Linked DNA regions of Mus musculus: region 1 is linked to region 2. Evidence: chromatin contacts called from public Hi-C data. All regions are on one chromosome and are shown on one strand. The core of a region is the stretch at or near the end of the contact, and the rest is flanking DNA. Distances in the headings are between cores, read along the strand shown. Region 1 holds the start of C2cd2 (C2 calcium-dependent domain containing 2). Region 2 overlaps Prdm15 (PR domain containing 15).

What was found. Hi-C and Micro-C count contacts between places; a contact is called where the count stands out from the background.
Region 1: a Hi-C map of olfactory sensory neurons shows a contact between it and region 2, with 2.3 times the contacts expected there. The contact joins the promoter of C2cd2 here to the enhancer-like site in region 2. A contact is called at or near these places in 1 of 39 promoter capture datasets (hippocampal neurons), 5 of 484 Hi-C or Micro-C datasets (the HL-1 cell line, cerebral cortex, nephron progenitors and 2 more) and 3 of 9 other capture datasets (adipose tissue, liver and pancreatic islet).

Annotation. Positions count from the first base shown.
Region 1 is chr16:97,917,412-97,924,289 of GRCm38.p6, reverse strand. C2cd2 (C2 calcium-dependent domain containing 2) reads left to right here and starts at 1,657. Exons shown (of 14, transcript NM_174847.2): 1 at 1,657-2,235. The coding sequence starts at 1,975.
Region 2 is chr16:97,802,976-97,810,280 of GRCm38.p6, reverse strand. It overlaps Prdm15 (PR domain containing 15), which reads left to right. Exons shown (of 24, transcript NM_144789.2): 14 at 1,495-1,626; 15 at 2,425-2,559; 16 at 3,109-3,272; 17 at 3,727-3,806; 18 at 4,117-4,236; 19 at 6,440-6,571. Among named protein-coding and RNA genes, the nearest start is that of Ripk4, 43 kb to the right of the region's middle. Within about 2 kb of position 4,115, at least 18 of the 459 cell types and tissues checked have an H3K27ac peak or open chromatin away from gene starts, as enhancers often do. A contact at or near this core is called in olfactory sensory neurons, where this site is marked.

The DNA of each region.
Region 1 (6,878 bases), core at 408-2,907, 120 kb before region 2:
GAAGCAAGGAATATCACAACGGGGAATCAAACACCTGACAAGCCCAGGACCAATGGGTCTTCCACTAGAAGCAGAAACTAGAGGGGCCTGATCTCTTCATGAACTTAGGAGGTGTTTCTGCTCTGGTTGCAAGCATGTTTTGACCACTTGCATTGTCCCATAAGCCAGGGTCATTCTTTATTTCCTCTTAGTTTGCTTCTAGAAGCAAATATTGACACTCTCCATGTCTACATGTCAACAATCTCTTTGTAGACACATATAGAAATATGACACATTCCAGATGAGGGATGGTGGTTAATTTGAAGTTTGTTACAATCCAGTTGGGTAAGCAGCCCCTGAGACATGTCCGTGGAAGAATGAGACTGGTTGTACCAGTCACACAGGATAGATGAGCTCCTTGTCACCACCCACATAGTAGCAGCCAACATACACATAGGAACACAGGTGGATTTGGACACAGGTAGATGTGGTCTAGTCTCCCAGGTGTCTGGTAAGACCTACATCATCCAACTGAATAGATCTAGCTTTAGGTTAGAAAATAAACAGCCTTTTCTTTCAATGAGAACAGATTTTCTTTGTTTCTGCTAAAATACCAGATATAAAGAGGGAAAGGGGAGTAAGTCTGAGCCTCCAGCCAGTGTACTATGCCTGCTAGGTAGGGTTCATCATCCTATGGTAACTTGAAAGACATGGTTAGGGTTGTTTTGTTGTTGTTTACTTTTTTTTTTTTGCTTGTTTGTTTGTTCTTTTGCTTGTTTTTGTTTTTTCAAGACAGGGTTAGGGTTAGGGAGTTTTTAATCCCATATCCTAGCTAGGAGAGGTTCAAGTTCAATCCTAGCAACCTTGAACTGATTCCATTTTGTTTCCACAAAGTCCCTCTGTCCAACTGCCACCCCACGTTTCTCCTCAAAGATAAATGTGGTAGGGACACTGATTCTAGGCTTATATCTCCCCTGATGTAGCCAGTCTTTTGCTCCAACATACTAGGAGAAGGCTGAATGTTAGGTCCACCTAGCCTAACTTGAAGTCCAGTTCCACTGATGCAGCTGCAGAAAACACAGCTGAACCATGTTTCTGACAACTTTCTGAAACTTCTCAAGATGAGCATGCAGAAAGCTGTCACAAATGCACAAAACACAAAAAACGGGTACTGTGCACATACAAATCTCACCACCACATACAACATACCAAATTCCCCTCCCACCATACCACACATGTATACTTACACACACACACACACACACACACACACTCCAAAGTCGATGATCCATGCACATCCTGAACTATGGCCTAGGTTTGACAAGCACCTCCCTGGATCTTGAAATAGGACAGGCATCATCCCCATATTGCAGCGACCATCAGCCTACTTTAGGGTGACAGCTACAGGCTGCTGTGGCTAGCCTTGCAAAATCCTAGTCTTGGCAGTGGGGAAATTCTTGGAATTCTCGCTTTATCTGGGCATCCCACCCACGCGCCAGCGCACAGTTCCCAGCCAAGGCGCGCCAAGCGAGGCACCCCGACACCTTCTCACCCACCACTCAAGGTAGTGGCAGGAGAGGACTTGCGCCCTTAACGCCGCCGTGAGGGCCCTCGGGGCCTTTAAGGAGGCGGAGCTGTAAAAAGAGACTCCGCTCCTGCTCCGCCCCCAGGCCCGGCCTCCTGCGGTTACTACGGGCCGCGGGCGGGACAACCCGGGCGGCAAGCTGGGAAGAAGAGCCTTTGCCTTGCACTTCCCAACCGCGCGTGGGGAGCAGCTTCCTCTGTCCCGCGTTTGGCTCCCAGGCGCGCAGCGCTCAATTTGGTTCGCTTACCGGTCCTCGCCGCCCTCCCCGCTGCCTTGGCCTCCCAGGCCCCGGACCCTGTGCCCCTGCGTACCGGCGGATGTCCTGAGTCGCCACCCGCCAGCTCCGCGCGCCCTGCGGCCACGGCTGCTGGGGGAAGTCGGGGCGCGCTCGCCGGGTATGCGCCGTCAGCATGGGCTCGTGGCTCAGCGAGGTGCAGTGGCTCTTCCTGGTGTCGCTCTTCGTCGCGGCCCTGGGCACCGTGGGCCTGTACTTGGCGCAGTGGGCGCTGGCCAAGGCGCGACCCCCGCCCCGGCGGCGGGCGGAGCCGGATGAGCTAAGGCGCCGGGAGTCGGACACACTCCTTTCCTGGATACTGACACGGGATAGCTGGGGGAACCAGTGGCAGGCGGCTTGGGTGACCGCCCTGAACTATGAGGCCGAAAAGAGAGGGGTGAGTTCCTAGGAGGGCGTGGTGTTTGAAGGTGAGAGGGGCATCAGAAAGAGCCCTGTTCCTGGGAGGCCGCCACAGTCCCTGACTCGCCACCCAGAGCCTACCGAGGAAAGGCGTTCTTTGAAGTTAGAACTAGGGAGAGTGAAGCACCTGAGGTGGGGAGTTAACAAAGTGACTGACTGTTTCACACAGCAAACGTCTTAAGCTCCGTGAGGCTTTCTGTGGGAGAACCACCCAGCCGGTCCCTAGAGGATTCCGAGTGGACACCTACTGGTTTTGAACCCGATAAATGGATAACTGTGATCCAAATGTGCTTTCATTTAGAATCTTGTTCTCTGCCTAAAGCTTCTAAATTCTAAAAGGCTTGCATTTCTGAGCACATAGAATAGTGACCATTTATTGAGATCTCGCTGCTTCTCAGCTATAGCCCTGGGGACTGTAAATGCTTATGTCACTTCCAGATTAGCATGTCATCATCATCATCCATCTGAGGAAACTGAGGCCTGGAAGGTTAAAGTAGTCTTTGGTGTCAGAGCCAAGATGAGAACCCAAATGTGCTGACCTCACACCTTGGGCTTATTACCCTGCTCTATGTCTCATACTCCTGTGGTTGTTTCTTTCATTGTTAATTGCTTGCAGAATTATTTTTACTTTTAAGAGATGTTAGTGTAAGGACAAGTTCCTGGCGTCTACAATTTGGAGGCATTCCACAGGGGAATTAGGTTGGTGGGACAGAGCTGGCACCTGTCAGCGCTGCAGCTGTCCCTCAACTTCAGGTACACAGGCCTCTGTACCTGCTATACAGCCCAGCGGAGAAGCCCCACACTGCCAGCCTTGAACACAGTGAATATCATAATGTTCAGTCATTGTCACACTGAACCTATCCACTTTCAGAATATTCCACTAGGCCCTGAGCCTGATCTTTGTGCCATGGTCTTGGCACATGTAGCCACTGAGTGAAAAAACAAACAAACAAACCCAAACACCCAAACAAACAAAAAAGAAAAAAGCTTTAAGTATGAGTTAGCACAAATCCAACAGTACAAGAGACTTTGCTCTGGACTCTTGGAAAAAGACTTTTTTGGATGCAAAGACTACAAGGTCAGTTGACATCTGTCTTGACACCTAGAATAGGTGCGCAGTCATCAGAGCTGGACCTCTACCCAGGGTCAGTACTCAAGCCATGTGTCCTCATATATAGGAGTAAACATGACCCCACCATGAAGCTGCTGTCACTGACTGTCATTTGATCTGGTGTTAGAAGCCTGGCTTCAGTACAGAGAACACAGTGTTGCCTGAGCTGATGCCAGTCTCTCTCTCTCTCTCTTTCAGTAGGGTGATAGCAAGTGTGCTGGTTAATGATCTGTAGGAAGTAGACACTGGTGGCCTAGAGTCAGTGCCCCTTCTGTGAATTTTGGATGTTTTATTTCCTGCCATTTCTTGGTTGACTTCCTAAGATAGGATCACTCTAGACACGCTCCCAGGGCTTCTTGTGCCTGGAGGGTTGACTAGATAGAAGAGGAAGCCCCTTCCTTAACACTGGTCTCGGTTGGGCAAGTGAATTCCCATGGAATTAGTGGCAGGTGAAATCCTCTTATCTGTCACTCTGGCCTTTGTGGTTAGGGGTGGCATGGGGTTGGGGTTGGCTGAAAAGACACTGGCTTGTTTGCATGGTCATGTCTGTTTTCTGCTCTTTGACAAATTCAGACATTTATCTCTAGAGAGCTCCTGTTTGAAAGTGCCAGTACCATATTGGGTTTAAACTCAAAGTAACTTTACAGGGGGCACTTTGCACAGAAATTGGTATTGGCTATCTATTCCTTAGTACAGTTTTGTTCTAGTTGACTGACTGATGCCTGATACCCGAGAATGCTGCCTGATTGTATTCAAATGAAGGGTTTTGCATGTAGATAGGAACTCAGTCACTTACCTCTCTACCAGTGTCTTAGGATGTGGCTGTTGTTACAGTAGTGACACGTGGGGAACAGATGCAGGCATTTATACTAGTGAGAGCCTGACACCAGCCACCACACCTGCTGGAGTTTCTCCCTGCCCTCCTCCCACTTCAAATGCCACTAATCCCTGATTAGGCTGACATTCCCAGACTGCTCTAGGCACAGACAGCAACAGCCTAGAGGTCCCTTGCCTGACTCTGTCCTGAAATCTCTTTGCCCCAGCCAGGTAGGGAACTAATACTTGGGAGTCAACCAATACTTGGTCTGTCACTGGTGGAGTGGAATGGAGAGACACTAGTAATGTTCAATCAGATCCAGCATCTTCCATGAAGAGGGAACTTTTCTACCCAGTGGAAACAGTAACCAGTCCCATTCCAGATTTTATGCTAGGTTTGTATTTGTGTGTGTGATGTGTATGCAGGTGCACATGTAATGTGTGTACATGTAGAGAGAGACCAGAAGACAACCTCAAGGACACTATTCACTTTGTATTTTGAGACAAGGTTTCTGATTGGCTTATTGATTTGGTTAGGCTGGCTGGCCAGCAAGCTCCAAGAATCCACCTGTTTCTGACTCTACAACCTCCACAGCCTTCACAGTGCTGGAATTACAAGCATGCTGCTGCTTCATACCTAATTTAGTTTTCTAAGTTCTGAGAATCTAACTTAGATCCTCATCCTTACACAGCAAGCACTTTACTCATTAAGCCATCTTAGTTGTTTTACAATGGAAAGAAACTCAAACTTTTTGCTCAAGCCCTTCTCTCTCAAGAGCTTGAGAATGGAGAGCTCAAGATCTGGCTTCTTTGTGGTCCCACATAAGCTACAGCCATGCCCTGTGGGAAGCAAATTCATCCTGAGCCTCAAGTGTTTCTTCTGAATAAAGTCTAATGAAGAGGGCCTGTGTGATGTAACTGAATCCCTGTGATCCAAGGACTAAGAAGTGACTCAAGGTGGATTCTTTGTGCTCTTATAAGTGTAGCTGTGTGAACTCCAACCCAGATTCCAACCATCACTCCATAAGTAGTTTATAGGGTGATTAGTTAGGTGGGAAAGAGGGGAAGCCATCATAGATCTGGCATCTGGTGAGTAATCTTCCAGTGAGTAGGAATTACCCTTGCATGCTTCTCTGTCACGGTGCCACATTCACAAGAAGGGCTTGGCTTAGCTGAAGGTTAGAGAACAGGAGATACTTTCTTCCCCTTGGGTGAGAAGCCACTGTACACACCTGTCTCTCGCCATCTATCAACCAGAGATCTACTGTACCCAGCAATGCCTATAGTTGACGGTTTTAACATTAAGTCTCATTTCTTCATCAAGATTGTCTTTACAAAAATTTATGTTTATTGTTGGGGCCATATTTCTGTAACAGAGAGCCAGAGAACCCAGAAAGTATTGTGTTATCTGAAGATAGCTGCTCAGGGTTACCCCGTGATTGACCTGTAGTCACCTGAATACTTTGGCTTGTGGTAATAATCAGTTACATTAGTGATGGCCCATACTCCTACACCACCCAAGATTACCCAAGATTGTTGTTTCCAAAGCCCTGGCTTGGGACGCCAGCATGCTGGTAGCAGGTAGCCTCGTCTGTGGCTTCAGGTCATCCCTTCTGCCCTGTTGCCCTTGAGAAAACATGCAGGTCCCAGAGCCCATGTTCAGGTGCTGTTGTCATGGGTTTCTCTAGTGTTTCCTCTCTGCCCTCAACTAGCAGTGGTCCTAGATTAGGAAGATTCTTAGACCTGCTCATTTCTATAATCCTTCAATTCAGGATTCCCTCATAGGAATATTCTAAAATAATTGAGTGAGACTGCTAGGCAATTTATAGTCTTTGGAGAATGGGGAGTCAGTGTGAACTTAGAACATGTCTGAATAGCACTGAATTCTCAGATTTGGAAGCTTGCATGTAAATAGTGGCCAGTAACTGCACTGTCTTGCCTTCATTTAGTGGTTTTCAAGCTGGGCTTACAAAAACCAATGGCAGAAGCTGTGCACAGAAAGACTGGTAGTGAGACTCTTGACAGCCACTCAAGTAAGGGCCCTGGATCAGTTTGTCCCCCCCCCCCCCATTGAGATTTAAAATGGGTTTGGGACAACTCTGTGAACTCTACCATGCCCCTCACACCCCAGTCTCCCTTTTTATAGCTTATATACTCAGGGCTATTCCCAGTACAAGGACCTTTCCACTGGGCATCCCAGAGTTCCTTGTAGTACTATGTGCCTCCTTTCTCATTTAATTTCTTGGCTTCTTCCATTCTGTAAGGATGCAGCCCCAACCACACATCAGGCAGCCTGTACTTGTTTCCTTCTTGGTCACTTATGCCTTCATTTGCTTTCTGCATTGTGAGTTGAAGCAGAACTTGGGTCTCTCCACACAGAGGTGGATTTCATGCCCAGCTCAGAAGTGACTGGAAGCAAGCCCTGTGTATGAGTGGGTTAAAAGACAGGCCTTGTAGAAGGAGAAGACAATGTCACATACACCATGGCATCTGAATGCAAGCCTCAGACTTGGAGCCAACAGGCCCCAAGAACAGCAGCCTGCTTAATGTGCTCTGTTTTAGCATTCTGAACAAAGAAACATGAAGGGAAGGTGGCCGGTGACGGTAGATCAGTAGTGTGAAGCCCAAAGTGCCAATGGAGCTCTTCTTTGAATTCAGCCATGCTCCCAACAAGAATTCAGGAAAGAGTGGGG
Region 2 (7,305 bases), core at 2,866-5,365:
TCCAGTGAATCTGCTGAGAATCTTTTTTCCTATCTGCTCTATGGGACATGCTGTCCTCCTGAGTGACTGGACCTTGTCTTCATATCTACGTTGAAGAAGGGAGATGCTCTGGAGCTTTATGCCGTCTGTGCTGGCCACCCCTGCTCAGTGTCTAGATAGTATTTTCTAAGTTAGTATTTTCTAAGGTAGGCTAAGTATTTTCATAGAGAACCCCATGGTAATCAAGGTTGGGTTGTCAATGCTAGGTATTCTCGCCTGGGTAACCTGTGCTGTTGTGTAGGTGCCTCACAGGATCTACCCTGGCCTTGGCTCGTGTCTACGGTATCTTGAGCTCCCAGCCCCTGTCCTGGCTGCCACATACACATTGTCCCATTCTTCATACATGAGCACCTACCTTCAACTAGAAATGCCATTGCTTGTTTGTTAGGCTCATCTTTGACAAGTCAGGTAACTGGAAGTACTGGTTGTGTCTCTAGAGGAATAGAAGTCATGTCCCTTACTGCACAGAGTGCACATTGGAGGATACAAGTTCTAGAAAGGGTCCTCTGTGCAAGTGCACACTAGGGATATAGGTTCTTGAGAGGCTCTTGTACATGTGACTCAGGCAGCCTCAGTTGTTGCTTAGAGAAGGAGCTACTGCTGAGCCTGTCCCAGCTACACACAGTAGCTACTGGCATGGCATAGCATTGGCACCCGAGCACCACCACACTAGGATCCCAGCCCCTCGTGACTAGCTACTCCTGACTGTGAGCGTGTAGCAGCACTGCCAGATCCAATGATGCTTTCTAGAGGAAATGAGAAACTGCTTTTGTGGTATTTTCTGGTTTCTTTCAACCCACAGAACAAGCCAAAGCCTTAGGATCAGCAGAGTAGCAAAGCCATGTGGGGCCTCTTAAACTCTGGGTTTGGGGGCCAGATGGTGCAGGGACAAGGAGGTAGAGCCTATGGCAATAGATAAGTAGGCTCTGGGGTACCTCATCTGAGGCAAGCCCTGCCATTGGATGCTCTGTGGTCTGTGGAGATCCTGGGTCCCTAGTGATGGTTGCATATCTGCTTTTTAGGTCACATCCTTCTAGCTCCAGCTCAGGGTTTATTTTGGCCTGTTAAGTGGCTCCCAGAGCACTAGTGTGGATGCATGAGTAAATCTGCATCCATTGTCTGGGCTGGAAATAGGAACATGAAGCAGTATTCAAACTGAGTTGAGTGTCTTCTTTTGTATCTATTTTGAGAAAATTGTAGGTGTATCTTCATGGCTCCTCAGTAGACTCTGTGCCGATGAGCTGTTTAAGTGCATAAGCACTCTGTTGTACTCCATTGCAGCAGAGGCTGGAAACAGCGTGTCTGTTGTGGTGTGAGTAGATGTTTAAATCACCATAAGTCTAGAACTTGCCACGTATTCTAGGCCTGGAAGTAGCTTGTCCTGTGGGCCATAGGGATCAGCTTATGTGTATGTCCAGTAACCTAGCCCTCACTGTACTGTCTCCCTGTCCCCAGGTGTTCTCCTGTCGGAGCAACATGAACAAGCACCTGCTGACCCACGGTGACAAGAAGTACACCTGCGAGATCTGTGGGCGCAAGTTCTTCCGAGTGGACGTACTCAGGGACCACATCCATGTCCACTTCAAGGTGCAGTTCCCATACAGGTGGCACTTGGGGACCTGGCTCACCCTGGGGCAGTATCTCTTAGTACATAGATGAGGCACTTACCAGCAACAGACTGAAAGTTCGAGATGAAGGTACTGGAAAGTTCACTGTCTGTTGAAGGCATCCTCGTCCATCCATCGCTCTCTTGCTGCGTCCTCACATGGTGGAGGGATGAGACTGCTAAAGGCTGTTATCCTACTTCTGGGTGTCAGACCCTGTCATTCCCCAAAGGGCCTGCTTCCTCAAGTGTCTCCTCGGGTGAAATTTTAACACATGGGCACTGGCAAGCTCTTCATACAGTCTTATACTAGCACATCTGTTTGTCCACCTGTGGGGCCTGAACAGAGATTCTTCCTGTGTGGGACCTGACAGATTACTCTTAGCTGGGCCTTTACCCCAGAACAATGGGTGTAGGGAGGGTGGCAGTCTGCTGCATCCCCGCCTTTAGGGAAAAGATGAGTAGTGCAGGAGCCCCAGGATGTGGAGAACTGGGTGTGAGGTCAGGTGGGAGAAGAACCTGTCTGAGTCAAAGGCCGAGTCCCGTGCAGTGCTGCAGCAGTCTGTGCTGTCCTCCAGGACTTTGCCTGGGCACAGGTGGGATGGTTTTGCTGGATTGGTGACTCTGAGGGCTGGTGAATGCCTGTGCCACAGAATGGTCAGGCCTAGTACCATCCCAAGGGACATAGGTGTAGCTCGCTAAGCAAACAACTCATTCCCTGAAAGTAATGACCAGCGAATCAGTTCACTGTGTTAGAGGCCGGGTTTGTGACTCCTCTGCAGGACATCGCGCTAATGGATGACCACCAGCGGGAGGAGTTCATTGGCAAAATTGGGATCTCCTCAGAGGAGAATGATGACAACTCTGATGAGAGCGCAGACTCTGAGCCACACAAGTACAGCTGCAAGAGGTGCCAGGTACTCAACACTCTGCCCCAAGCATGGCTTCCAGGGAGAAATTTGTAACCATGGAGCTGTGGGGAACTCACAGCACTGTTTTGTGCGTTTCCTCCACTGAAGAAGGTTGTTTCATATCATCTGGGCTTAGGGATGGTAACCATAGGCCTCACACCCATCCGAACCCACTTGTGGTTTGGCACACCCATAAGCAGGACTGCTTACTAGGGTAGGGCCAGTGTCTTAGGAACTGGCCTCAGTAGCCTCACTGGCCTCAGATTGAGGATGCCTTGACCCATCCCTCTCTTGATCCAGCCAGCCTGAAATGTATCTATGCTACACAAGGCAGGGTGCGTGCTTAAAGGGAGGACAATGATTGCCAAGCAGTCCATAACCTGAGTTTCCATAGCCTCTCCTGTTAAACAGCAAACTTCTGTGCATATCCCTCCACAAGCCCCCCTCTGGCATGAGTAGCTGACCCTCTTCGGGTATCTAGCTGACACGAGTGTAGGTAGTAAAGATGCCCAGGGATGCCAGAGAGTCAGCAGCCTCCACCCTGTGTTCTCACAGCTCACTTTCGGCCGTGGGAAGGAATACCTGAAGCACATCATGGAGGTGCACAAGGAGAAGGGCCACGGCTGCAGCATCTGCCACCGACGCTTCGCACTCAAGGCCACCTACCATGCCCACATGGTCATCCACCGGGAGAACCTGCCTGACCCCAACGTGCAGAAGTAAGACTCTGTGCAAGAGGGGGACTCTGCAAAGCCACAGTGCTCAGCTTAGCAGATCACAATCATTGCGTCACCTTATGCCAGATATCTGGGACACCTGCCCTTCCTCTGCACCAGCCTTCTGTACACGTCTGTCTCTTGTTTCCTCTTCTTAAGGATTAGGGTCACCATGGTGACTCCATTTTGATCTGTTCTATAAATGTCTGTCTCCACATGCAGCCACATTCTTATCTAGGACTTAAACAACAATTTGAGGGAGACAATTCAGCCCATTATAGAAGCTGAGGTCATAACACCTTTTGCCTCACCTCCATCGATAAAGGAACTTTCACACAGGCCCCTCACAGCTGAGGATACATACCCTCATAGCAGATAAGGCCTTCACAGTGAGTGAACCCCTCGGGTGATGAGCCCCTGGGGCTGTGTAGCTCCTGAGGTTTGCCTCTCCTTTCAGGTACATTCACCCCTGTGAGATCTGTGGGAGGATATTCAACAGCATTGGGAACTTGGAGCGCCACAAACTCATCCACACAGGTAAGATGCTCCTGTTGTGATGATTGGTGCTAGCTCGTCTGCCCCAGCGGCAGGATTCCCCCCATCATTCTCCCTGGCTCCATACACAGACAACCACACCTCGGATGTGTCCCCATCTCTCCAGCTTTCATCCTGGCCTCCCCTGACACTTGCAGCACATCCTTCAGATCCACCTGTGTCCACTCCAGGTCCTCAGGGCCTTCGCATGCCAAAGACTCCCATGTCTGAAAAGGCAGCCCACATAGGCTTCTTGCTGAGACCTCTTTCTGTGCGAGCTAAGGCTTTCAGACACTCCTGTGTTTGTTTATAGGTGTGAAAAGCCACGCCTGTGAGCAGTGTGGGAAGTCCTTTGCCAGGAAGGACATGCTGAAAGAGCACATGCGTGTGCATGACAACATCCGGGAGTACCTGTGCGCCGAGTGTGGGAAAGGTGGGTGTGTACCTAGAGCACCAGAAGGTCCCTCAGGGCCACAGGGTACCCTGGAGTCATAGGACACCCCAAGCCACCAGAGCAAGTTCAGCCTTGCACCCAGCTTGCTTATGATCACTAAAATTCTAGACCTGAACATAGACATAGTCTGTGCATACGGCTGAGGGGGTGGTGCTGCTAGGAGTCATGAGAGTCTTTTTGGCAAAGGAGGTTCAGGGTCCCAGATATAGAAATCTTTCTCAAAATCACATCACTTACCACAAAATCATCCACAAGGCATCTGTATCGCCTGCAGGAAAAGCTGGATGTTCCAAATTGATGACGTTCTATTGTCTAAGACAGGGTCTGTGTAGCCCAGGCTGGCCTCCTGCTCTATGACCTTGAGTACAACCTCTCTTCTCAAGCCCCTTTCTGCCCGGTTCTGCCTAGCTTTCCCTTCTCTTGCCACATACTATGTAGGTTCTCCCATCCCCCAGTCTCACTTAGAACAGAAGCCCTGTGAAACCAGGGAGTTCTGTCTAACATACCACTTGGTCTCTAGTCCCAGGCACACAAATAGTCAGAGCCATAGCAGGTATGAGAACAAATGAGTGAGTGAGTAAGACCATGAATAGGTGTTAGAACTGTGAGGGTGAGGTTTGTACCAACAGACTGCAGTCCTTTGCAAGACAGACAAGCAGTGGCAGAGGACAATACTGTGCCACTGTTTTGAGCAGAGCCTGATGTGATGGAGGCAGGGCCTGAGAGGGATTGAGAACAGTTTGGCTGAATCTCTCATCACCTGTGGTTTTTGTCCTTGGGTGGTGGGAGATATATGGCATTTTTAGTATGAGGATTAGGCAGAGGTGGGAATTAAGGTAAAATTGCTCTTCCATAGTCAGAAAGGCCTGGCACTTAGCCAGCCAGGGACTGGCAGCTGAAAGACATGGTGCGACTCCTGCGCCCTCTGCTGGCTCTAGTTTGACAGGCCCTATGGCCCAGCTGGGTTGTCTGAAGTCTCTCCACACTGAGAGACAGGTAAAGATGTAAGTGGTAACGAAATGGGACGGGGTGAGCAATTGTCCAGCTGAGTTTAGAGCTGAGAGGGGGCTTTGGGCACACTGCGCCCACTCAGTGTGACACCACTGCTGGCTTGTCTACTGGAGGGTCTAAGGACTGCACTCTGCCTGCCCTGATGTTTGAGCACTCTGGGTGTACTGCTGCTGCTAGTGACCACTGCTTTTCACCCAACTAGGTGGTGACTGGTGAGGGTGCTTCACCCTTTCCTCAACATCAGCCTGTAGTCAGTGAGATTTTGGTTGGTTTCAATGTCTAAGATTAGCATCTGGCCAGGCAGTGGTGGCACGCGCCTTTAATCCCAGCACTTGGGAGGCAGAGGCAGGCGGATTTCTTAGTTCGAGGCCAGCCTGGTCTACAGAGTGAGTTCCAGGACAGCCAGGGCCACACAGAGAAACCCTGTCTCGAAAAAAAAAAAAAAAAGAAAAAAGAAAAATACAACCAAAACCAAAAAAGTATCCATCTGGCAAGATGGCTTGGTGAATAGAGGTGCTTCCACATACGTGTAATAAGTGATTCCTGCACCCTGCAGGGTAGCAAGAACTGACTCTGGAGAATTGTCTTCTGATCTTGAATGTTAGCGCCCTCTCACACACACTCATTCATTCTCTTTCTCTCTCTCTCTCTCTCTTCCTCCCTCCTCTCTTTCTCTTTGTCTCTCTCTCTCTCTCACACACACACACTCTCTCTCTTTCTCTCTCACACACACACACATTCTCAAGACAGGGTTTCTCTGTGTAGTCTTGGCTGTTCTAGAACTCTGTAGACCAGGCTGGGCTCAAACTCACAAAGATCCATCTGCTTTTGCCTTCCGAGTGCTGGGATCAAGGCATACACTACCACTGCCCAGCTAAAAATATTTTTTTAAAGAATGGCTTTTCTTTAAAAAAAAAAAATGTAGATCTAGAGTCCTCATCTTAGTTACCATTTATGTCATCGAGATAGACATCCTGTACACATCACTACATCATCTCAGGTGCTGTTGTTGACACACTGCCATTTTAATGTCACAGTAAATCTCTAGTGGCCTTCTAAGGTGGCCTTCTAAAGATTCTGCTCATTCTGTGTCTGGGTTCAGACAGGTGCTTCAGGTGACCTGAGGCAAGTTCTGGGGAGTGTGGCACTCATACTGATCTGCCCCCTGCAGGTATGAAGACCAAGCATGCACTGCGCCACCATATGAAGCTGCACAAAGGCATCAAGGAGTATGAGTGCAAGGAATGTCACCGCAAGTTTGCACAGAAGGTCAACATGCTCAAGCACTACAAACGGCACACAGGTGTCCCAACTCTCCAAAACCAAATAGCCCTAGAGCGAGTTCCTCAGGGTTTTCTCTCTCTGTTCCTAGCCCCAAGCTTGCTATTATCCTGGCTGATGTGGGATGAGGCTGTGCATCTCAGAGCTCCCTTACTTCATGAGCACTGTAACCCTGTGTATACAAGTAAAACCCCACTGCAAATGTCTGCGCCAGAGATCTTTTATGAGTTTGCCAATGGACCCCTGGAAATCGTAGCCACTTACTGGGGCTCTCCATTTCTGCACAGGATCAAAACCCTATGGCATCATCATCAGTGTGAGTTTTTTTTCCATGTCTCTTTAGTGTTTTCCACCCCACTCTGTAGCCCTGGCTGTCCTAGAACTCACTCTGTAGACCAAGCTGGCCTCAAACTCATTAAGATTAGTTTGCCTCTGCCTCCGGAGTGCTAGGATTAAAGGTGTGCACCATTGCTACCACCCCCTACCTGGCATGTTTTTAGTTTTAATAATAGTCATTCTAACTAGGGTGAGCTGGCTCCTCATTGGAGTGTTGGTTTTCTTTTTCTTTCTTTTTTCTTTTTTTTTTTTTTTCATAGTGAAAATTTTATTTTCAATTATCTGGTGTCAGTCAAGGATGCCCACATATCAGCTCTCTCAAGGTGGCTGTTAGGAGCTCCATTAGTGCTTTCAAAGTCAGCATTCCCCCTGAAGTTAGTGTTGGTTTTCATTTCCGTGGTGACTGATGGTAATGAGCAG